2 separate regions of the Mus musculus genome follow, and region 2 is linked to region 1. The links are chromatin contacts, called in public Hi-C maps. All regions are on one chromosome and are shown on one strand. Each heading gives the region's core, a stretch centred on a gene start, on an enhancer-like site or on the middle of the called end of the contact. The rest is flanking DNA. Distances are from core to core; before and after follow the strand shown.

Evidence for each region. Hi-C and Micro-C count contacts between places; a contact is called where the count stands out from the background.
Region 2: a Hi-C map of the N1E-115 cell line shows a contact between it and region 1, with 4 times the contacts expected there. The contact joins two enhancer-like sites. A contact is called at or near these places in 1 of 39 promoter capture datasets (cranial neural crest) and 2 of 484 Hi-C or Micro-C datasets (the N1E-115 cell line and nephron progenitors).

Annotation. Positions count from the first base shown.
Region 1 is chr15:59,195,423-59,200,263 of GRCm38.p6, reverse strand. No RefSeq gene overlaps it. Among named protein-coding and RNA genes, the nearest start is that of Gm36617, 48 kb to the left of the region's middle. Within about 2 kb of position 2,358, at least 177 of the 459 cell types and tissues checked have an H3K27ac peak or open chromatin away from gene starts, as enhancers often do. A contact at or near this core is called in the N1E-115 cell line and nephron progenitors, where this site is marked.
Region 2 is chr15:59,823,694-59,828,509 of GRCm38.p6, reverse strand. Gm36819 (a long non-coding RNA gene) reads right to left here. Exons shown (of 3, transcript XR_384128.2): 2 at 1,319-1,388; 3 at 1-349. Among named protein-coding and RNA genes, the nearest start is that of Gm36819, 2.7 kb to the right of the region's middle. Within about 2 kb of position 2,214, at least 42 of the 459 cell types and tissues checked have an H3K27ac peak or open chromatin away from gene starts, as enhancers often do. A contact at or near this core is called in the N1E-115 cell line and nephron progenitors, where this site is marked.

The DNA.
Region 1 (4,841 bases), core at 1,109-3,608:
TAACACAACTTCATGGCCTAAAGCAGCCACAGTTTGTCTACATTACACAGGGAAGCAGGAAGCAGTCATTCTGGAGGCTAGATATCTGAAATTATAAGGTACCACTACAGACAGACTTCCTCCATCGGCTTAAAGGAAAATCCCTCCTTGATTCTTGCCAGTTTGCTGACAGTCCATGTGTAGTGCTTTGAATTAAAGTGGCCCCCATAGGCTCATAGGGAGTGGCACTATTTGGAGGTGTAATCTTGTTGGAGTAGGTGTGGTCTTGTCGAAAGAAGTGTGTCACTGGGAGTGACATGCTTTAAGCTTTGCGGTTTCAAATGCTCAAGCCAGACCCAGTGTCACTCTCTCTTCTGCTGCCTGCCAATCCAGATGTGGAACTCAGATGACTGTCTGTGCACCTTTATGGTGATAATGGACTAAACCTTTAAACCTGTAATCCATCTCCAATTAAATGCTGTCCTTTTAAGAGTTGCCATGGACTGGTTTCTCTTCACAGCAATAAAACCCTAACTAAGACACAGTGATGCTCCTTAGCTCGCAGCCCTGTCTCTGTCTTGGTTATCACTTGCCATCTGGCCCATGTTGACTTTGTGGTCTCTTCTCCCCTCATGTCTTAGTTTATTTTTCTATTGCTGTGATAAGTACTTTGACAAAAGCAATTTAGGGGCAAAAGAGTTTATTTTAGCTTACAGTTAAAGGTCCAGTCTATTATGACAAGAGAGTCGGGGGAGCAGGAGCTTGAAGCAGCTGGTTGTGTAACTTCTTCAGTCAGAAGAGAGCAGTAGGATGCAAGGACTTGAGTGCTCAGCTTGCTTTCTCCAGGCTGGTACAGTCCAAGAGCATAGGGCATGGTGCCACCCACAGTTACCGCTTCATTTAACTTGATGAAGATAATTCTTCATAGATAAGCCCAGAAACCCATTTCACAGGTAATTCTAGTGCCTGTCAAGTTGACAGTCAACACTAGTCATTACACTTATAAGGACACAAGTCACATTGGATTCAGGGCCCAATCTACTCTTTGCAATTAGCTCATCTTAACTAAATACATCTGAAAAGACCCTACTTTCAAATATGTTTGCCTTCTGGATTCCTCTAATAGACTCGAATAGCAGAAGGTGGGGTGTAGGGGAAGACCCCATCAGTGAATTCAGTAAAACTGATGCACATGTACATATGGTTTGTCCATTAACTCTTTTTTTTCTCTCTGGTTAGATTGAAAGACCCAGGAGGCAAGGAATTGGTTTTCTTACTCATCTTTTAATGTCCAGTGCCCAGGCCAGTCTGATCCATGGTATGGGTTCCCTCAATATTTATGTGAAGAATGAATGAGTTTCAAATCTTAGAATGTCCAAGCCATTGAGTCTCTAGGATTAAACTCTCAGAAATCCTAGGTTCCTGGTCACCAGTCACCTATTAGGTCAAGCAAGAAGATACTAAATGGGTAGGCTTACTGCCTCAACCATCCCCAACTCCACTCTAACCATTATTGGGTGTATATCTGTAAGATAAGTTCTGTTTCTATGGGGAAGATGGTTCAGTAGTTAAGAGCATTTGCTGCTCTTCCAGAAGTCTGGAGTTCCATTCTTAGCACCTATGTCAAGTGACTCAGAGCTGCTTCTAACCGCAGGTCCAGGGTACTCTAACAGCCTCTTCTGCGCTCCATTGGCATACACACAGGTGTGTGCATATCCACACACTCATAAGTAAAGATTTAAAAGTGAGGAGACACCATGAGTTTAGACCCCTATTATATACATAAGGAGCAGGTCCTGAGCTGTGAAGGAGACTGCCTGTGGTCACCACCTTGTGGGGAAGAGACAAGGCTGAGACTCGTGTAATTGGCGCCTCACATGAGAACCTTGGCCTCTGCTCCTCTCCTGCCAAGACATCCAATGTGAGGAGCCTTTAGAATTTGCCCTTTCTGGGACCCTGTTCTTCTACCCAGAGCAACTTCTGAGAGAAGCAATGGAGCCTGTGGTATGTGCCCCTTCCCCATAGCTCCTAAGGGCCCTTTGTGCCAAATTATGTGGACATTCCCCAGGCCTATTTTAGACAGATCCATCTGCCAACAGGTCACAAGCCTTCGTGTTCCCCTCTGAGCTGAGTGAGATACACTGGCCTCTCTGCTTGTAAGCACACCCTTTACTTTCTTGGAAACTGAAGCCAAGCAAGGGAGGGTAGGCTCAGAGGCTCTGGATGGAAGGGGTGGGGTGAACTGTCAGAGGAAGGGGTCTGTTTTGCAGACCTGGCTAGAGAAGAAAAAAAAAAAACTGCACTGATTATCTCCCAGGCCAGCTGCAGAAACAAAGGCCTCGGCTCAGCAGCAGGTTATAAATAGCCCAGAGTCCACTCCCAGCCACTTGAAAACAGGGAGATTTTTTCCTGTGTTAGAGGAACAGGGCTTTAAGCTATGCTAGCTCTTTCCACATCTCCCCACCCCCGAAGGGCTGTGATTTAAGTCTTAGCACCATTGCTGGGAGCAAGGATCGCACTGCCCCGATAAACAATGATTAATTCATTGCCAAGTTCAAAACAGAAAAAAAAGTAAAAGAAAAAGGCATTCCTTTGGAAGCCTTCCCTTTCATTTGGCACAGACACTGACCCATGAGACCAACAGGGCAGTTTCTCTGCAAGCTCATAGCCCTGGCTTTTCCTGGGTCCTCTCTGGAACTGGATACACAGGGATGGAGACAAGGCAGGGTGTACGGAGACTGGAATTGCTAACGTGGGAGATGGGAAAGAGCAGGTATGAACTTGACTGTGTACTCAGGTGCTCTGAGATGAACAGATCCAGTGTGGGGGATGGTACTTTTACATTCACTCTAGAGGGCAGCCACCCCATAACTGAAGAAAATGAGGAGTCAGGTCTCAGTGTGAACATCCTTGACACCACCCCCACCCCCACCCTGGACCCACTCACTGCGACCCAAAGCACCATTTATATCCACCCCTTATCTGACCTTCACAGCAACTGTTGTGTTTTTTTACTAAGATGTGCCCACTTATTATTTTAAAAGCTTAAAATTTTCAGGGGGAAAAAAAAGACATAAAATGCTAAGGCTCTGAGACAGTCACATTTGTGCAAACATCTTTTCTTATTGTACATACAGATGGATTTAATTTACCTAAAATTATGGCCTTGGAAAGAGGTAGACGGAACGGGGCCTGGAGAGGTAGCTCAGGTGGTAGAGTGCTTGCCTTGCGTGCATGAAGCCCCGGCATCATAAACTGCCTGTGGTGGTGCATATTTACATTCTAGCACTCAGGAGGGCCAGAAGTTCAAGGTCACCTTGGTCACCAAAGCAAAATGTAAGCCAGCCTGGGATACATGAGACCCTGTCTAAAAGAGGAGGGTGAGACATTCAGCTAGGTACCTGAGGAAGGTTTAAATCGGGAATTATGGGTGTGGGCAGAGTTAGGAAAGGCAGCAAGGACTCCCGAAGAGCATTGCCCAAGAGCAATGGACAAAAGCTGTAACTGCTTGTGGGGCTGAAGGGCAAGTGATGGAAACAGAGCTTGCTGGGAACTGTAGCCTTAGAAGAGACACAGCCAGCCCTGGCAAGCCAACAGAGACGGTACTAGAGGAATAACCACCGCCCTTACCTCACGCTCCTCCCATACCCCAGCTACTGATGCCTCCTGCTGACCAACTTAGTGGGCAGGGAGTTAGAGTTGGCAGCCAACACCTCAGTAGGGTAGGCAGGAGAGGCCAGCATGAAGCATCCATTGTGCCCACTATGATCCTGCGTTTATTTTCCAGTGGCAAATCAAACCATGTCTAACGCATGAATGAGCATCATCAACAGTATCTCTGGGTAGATGGATATGCAGCCAACTCCTCACCAGGGATGTAGGCAAAGCTATGCTGAGCAGATCTGAACATAAAAAACATCCTTGTGCACAGAAGATGCGCTTATTCTCATTTCTCTTTGACACACTTTAGAAACTGAGGCAGGAGCTAGAGATTTGCCTCATTCACATAGAAGCAATGTGACTTCACAGAATTTTTTTTTCCCTCACCAACGGACTGCTTTTAGAATCAAAATAGGAAAGAATAATGAACTCTTTAGTTTTGAAGAAAAAACAAACTTTTTCTTCTCCTGAAAGTCCCCTCACCCACATGGCTCTGAACAGGTGGGGGATGGCACTAAGGGACAAGGGTACCTCAGGTCCGGGGACAGAGTCTGGGAAAAGCCGGGATCATAGTTTAAGGGACAGTTGTGCACAGGGAAGAAGCCAGCAAGGACACAGGGAGAGGAGGAAATGAAGGCTTCAGAGAGGAGCAGAGAGGGAGACATTATTACACCATTACACTATTACAGTGGCTTCACAGCCGCTGCCTGGAAAGTTGGAAAGTTCTCTAGAGGCCTTCTGTGGAGAAGAAAGGCTTGCACGGTATCACAGCTGGGAAGGACGTCAGACAGAAGCTGGTGGGAGGCAATTGGCACCTATGCTTCTCAGGCGGGTAGGACCTGGGACGAGGTAGGCTCATTCAATACACACTTCTTTCTTGCTGGAAAATCAGGGAGGCGAGGACAAAATGCTTTGTTCGATTTTTGATATTCAACAAATATTTACTGAGGTATGGGTACACAGGAACTTCAACAAGATAATTTTCCTGTTTTCCAAGAAATCAGAAAGTGCCACGCACTTGAAGTCAGGTGATGGGTGAGTGAGGGCTTCTGGGAATTGCTTGGAATTTTGTCTCTTTTGCTGGAACATTCTCGTGTCCTCTGCTCTTGCATCCTCCCACCCCTCCACCCCATCCACTCAGTACTGCTGAAGTTAATGTGTTCTTCCCTCATCTGTGTCCCACAGCGCCCTTCCCACGCCTC
Region 2 (4,816 bases), core at 965-3,464, 630 kb before region 1:
GCTTCTCCCAGTGCCCTCATATGGGGAGGCAGCTGGCTCTGTCATCCAGGTCCTGTTTCTTGCTGGTTGGCCTTGCGCAAAGGCACCCTGCTTTCCTGAGGACTCTTTCACTGTCAGCAAAAGGAGAATTACAGTCCCGGACTTAGTGCGAACTTCACATCAGATGCAGAGCACCGTGCCAAGCACCTGGTGGGGGACTCGTGAAGGATGGCTTCCATTTCTTCCAGGCCTTCCCCAGAATGTGGTCAGCACAGGAGAGGAATGAGTGGGACGACGAGGGAAGAGGAGATGACTCCAGAAAGATGACGTCACTCTGTGACAGGATGCTTCTGCTCGTATATGCCTGGTACTGCGGGGAGTGAATAAAGTCCTGAGTGAATGTTTGTTGGTGACAGGAAAAGGGCCACGAAAGTGGTCACGTCAATGCCACCAATGCCTCAGACTCACGGGAATTAGAAAGCCTTTCCCTGGTGCATGGATATTGGATACTGGCAGAAAATGTCCAGGGCAGCTTCCTCCTCCCGTGTGTTCACAGCCCGAGACTGCTCCCCATAGAGACCCCCACCAAGACTAGTTAAGTCTGCCCTCCTCCTTCAGCTGCATACTACACACTTGTTCAGCTGTGGACAGCCAACCCAGCTCCTTAGTACGGGTGTATGAAATGAACTGCTGAGTTCTATCAGAGCACATGACCCACCTGGTCCCAGCTTTCCTGCGCCTGTGCCTTTGTGCCTGCTTTCTTTTATTCCCTGTTGCCCCAGTCAGGTCAGTCCCTAAGCTGTTCAACTGTGTCCCTTCAAGGACCCATGTCTGTTTACTCTCCCCCTCGTCTCCCAAAGCCAGAGAGCAACGGTTGCCTTTCTGAATGAATAATGCAGCGGCTGCATTACGATCACCCTGCCCTTTGCTAGGCCTTTTGTGGGCTTTGACCTTACATATGCATATAGAGCTGCCATCTTTCCATATCCAGCTTCTGTGGCATGACCATGCTCTGTAAATGCATGGCTTTTACCGTGCAGTTTACTCTTCATATACTGAGCACCTCTGGGCACATGGCTGCCTGCTCAGTGTTCAACAGATGAGAGGTCCTGGAGGCTTGGCTGGCCTTCAGGCCAGAGATCCTGCTGCTAAGAAGGATGCACAGAGCCATCCAGGGTAAAGAAGACTCAAACGCTAGAAAATTAAGGCAAAAGACCATTGTACACCATTCCTCACATTCACATCCCAAGTGTTCTTTGGTTGTGATCACTTGATCTCTGTAGAGAGCTGAGTACCACCATCAGCAGATGGGGAAACTGAGTCTGTGAAGGAGACTTACCCAGGATGGCAGAGCCAGACAGAAGGACAGGGTCCTCTACTCCAATGAGCCAGTCTCAAGAGAGTGGGTCCTAGACAACAAGTAGTTTCAATGGTGTGAAAATGAGAACCACAGTATATTTTTAAAAATCATAAAGAGCTGGCTTCTGTCATGTGACTCACCAGCCCCAGGCCTGCGTGAGGCTGGGGTTGTATTTGTCCCAACACAAAGCTTTTAAGGAATGAATTGCCATGATCCTTGCATTGCGTTTGAAGAAACGCAAGCTCTCTTGGGGAATGGCTAGGTTGCAGGTCACAAGTTACTACACAGAGCCATGGTAGCGCAAGGAATAAGCCCCAAGCCTTCCCTGGGGAGTGGAAACTGCAGAGAGCATGACACATGACTTTTTTTTTTTCAAGGATGCTAACAAAGAGTTCAAACAGAGAAGGCATGTGATACAGAGGTCGGGGGCAGAAGACAGGGTATCCATGGAGAAGCTTGGGAAACGGATCTGCTCTGTCAGGACACTGAGACCATGTGTGAAACACAGCCTTCAAGAGCCTCTTCCCAAGGAGACTGCAGCGCTCTAAAAATGCTCCTGGGGAAGGAAAGCACACCAAATTTCTAATCTGTGGGGGGAGGGAGGGACTCTGAGGAAAAGGAAATGTCCCACCCACTCTTCCATGCACCCCCAACCCCAAGGAATCTGGGCCACCAGAGCAAGACCCTCTGGGTTCTTATTAATGAGCCTGTCGAAGATTCTGCCCAGCGTCCACAGACCGTGGAAATAATTCATAGCGACAGAGCGTGTTTATGTGGGATGACTGCCAACCTCTGGTTTCTTCAGCCTCAGTGCTCCCTCTCGCTCCACTGACCAACCAAGGCCTGTTAGGAGTCTGCCCTCAGCGACAGAAGCCAGAGAACACCCAGATGCTCCCCTCCAGAACCACCTGTCCCCAGCAAGGTCAAAGAAGCCACTCTCTTGGGCTCTGTATGGTCATCGCCCTGGTAACCTAAGAGGTTATTTCTCCCTCCCTAACCCAGTGAAATTCTGAGGGGGCTTTCTGGCTCCTGGTACATTTCTCAGAAATGCACTGGAGAGGCTTGGCATGACCTCAGGGAGAAGGCTAACCAGAACACAGATGCAAAGAGCAGAGCTTGCCTCTTGCCTCAGCCTGCAGAGGCCAAGGCTCAGCCCCAGACTTCCTCACGTCCTCACCCAGAGCCATTACGGGACCTCAGTTCTGGTGTTCTCACAAAGGGGTCCCGAAGAAGACCCACTGAACAGTGTACCATCGCCACCTCTACCACAAAAGCCAAACTCACCCATCAAATGCAAGAAATGGTCAACTGCATCACAGATATGGCAGAGGGGAGCCACCCTCTCTGATTTAAAGTTTCTCGTGAGTCTTGTGATGCCACAAGGGGACACAGCGTGGCATCCATCTCTGCAGGTTGTAAGCTTGTATTTAAACAGGGTTTGTGAGGGTTTTAAAGTCAAGTGTGTCCGCATCAGCCAAGGAAAAGTTCAGGGCATTTGCTCAAACATAGGCAGCAGAGGGATGGCTGAACTGAGAGTGAGGCTTGCTCTGTGACTAATGAGAACTAGGAAAGCTTCTCACGATTCCCTGTGCTGGGAGGTTCACTCATCTCTTGAAAGTGTGAGTTAACCAGCTAAGCATGCTTGTTATACACTCCATGCCAGCTTAGAGAGAAGACCCATCAATATACATATCCACGCAGTTATGAGCATCCAAGGACACACATTGAAAAGTACAAGTGCCGTCAACTATTTCTCATGGTAGTTTTGTTCCATAGAACTGCCATGGATATTTTAGTTATTAAACCATTGCTCCGAGGGGAAACAGAGGGTTAGGCTTTTCATAGCTTCTGCTCGTATCATTTCATCAACCGTCCAAACGCATCCTTATTTTATGTGTTTTTGTGAGCAGCATCTTACTTAATAGACTGGATGCGTTCACGCTGATTTCACAGGCAACAGCGCTGTCTCAGGCTGTATGAAATTTATCTCACATTCACTGAAAAAGTGAGTTGAAAAAGTGTTTTTACAGTATGAACTAAAATGAGAAGCCTTGCTCTACATCCCCAGGAGCATAGATGTGTGCTAGCCCAAATTTCACACCACTGCTGAAGTTCATGAATAGCTGAGGATGTTCTTCAAGAACCTACCTGGGGACCATATACAAACAGTAGCACATAAGAGACTTTGAAAATATACACTCTACATAATAAAAATTGTGTGCATGTACATTTATGTGTACATACATAATAATCGATATGATATAGGTATAGGTGTAAGCTATATTGCATGACTGTGGTCCCGGGATGCAGGCCACCAGGAACCACCCTCTCCAGTGTTCTAGGACCCACTGGTTGGCCTCAATGGCTTTAGAGAGCAGCGCTAGACTTGTCCCTTAGCTGCACTGAAGCCAGAGCTCATGCAAGGAGTATTTTGTGAAGCTCTCCCTGAAGGCCATGTCTGAAGCACCCCACGATTGCCCTCACCCCAGAAGTCTCCTTCCAGCCGCCTGCAAATCAGAGCCAGCTGAGACTCAAAGGTCCCCCCCAGTGCCTGCTCCTTGAAGCCCACACGGGCTGCCTCAGCTTCTGACTATGTCCACACCCTCACTGCTAGGCACAGAAGAAGGATGCTATATCTGATGCATCTGTCTGTGTGCTGATCATCCGGCAAAGGACTTGGTGTCCAGAAGCCCTTTAAACACAGAGTCACTGAATGTTAGAGATAATCCCAGTCCAGGCCCCTCAAAGTGAGCGTCCTGAACAAATTAGAATGGTCCGAAATGCAGGTTCCCAGATGCCTCCCTACACCTGTGAATGTGAACTTCAAAGGCAGGTGTCACTACTCTGCCCTATAACAAGTTTTCCAGTATGTTCTAATGATGCCTACTATGTTTTCAAAGCTCTGTGTCAATTATGCACACCTCACCACACTTTTACAGATAGGGAATTCAAGTGTGGCAATAGAACTTGTGTCCCCAAGGTCACCCAGATAGGTAAGGCTAGTTGTGGAACAAAAGCCCAGCCCCCACCTAACACTTCGCTCCTTAACATTCCATGACAATGAGGACACTCACAGGTGCAGAATGGAACTCTGCCCTTGGTGTGTGTCAAGACAAGTGAGCCCTCCCGTCTTCTTCTCTCCCCTCCCTTCCCTCCTCTGGCACCTTCTCTTCTGTCCCCAACCCCATCTTGAGGAAATAGCTTAAGCTTTCTGTGAGCCCATTTCCTTTGCATATGAAGTGGGAATACATACACTCACACACATAGCCACAACACACGTACACATAGACACATAAACAGACACACACAAAGAGACAGATACATATAGACAGACACAGAGACACACATACACCTACAGACACACACAGACACATACATACACACACACACACACACACACACACACACACACACACACAAACTCAGTTCAAGTCAGAGAACCTGCAGCTTCCAAACAGATGGGTGTGGTGTCTTGAA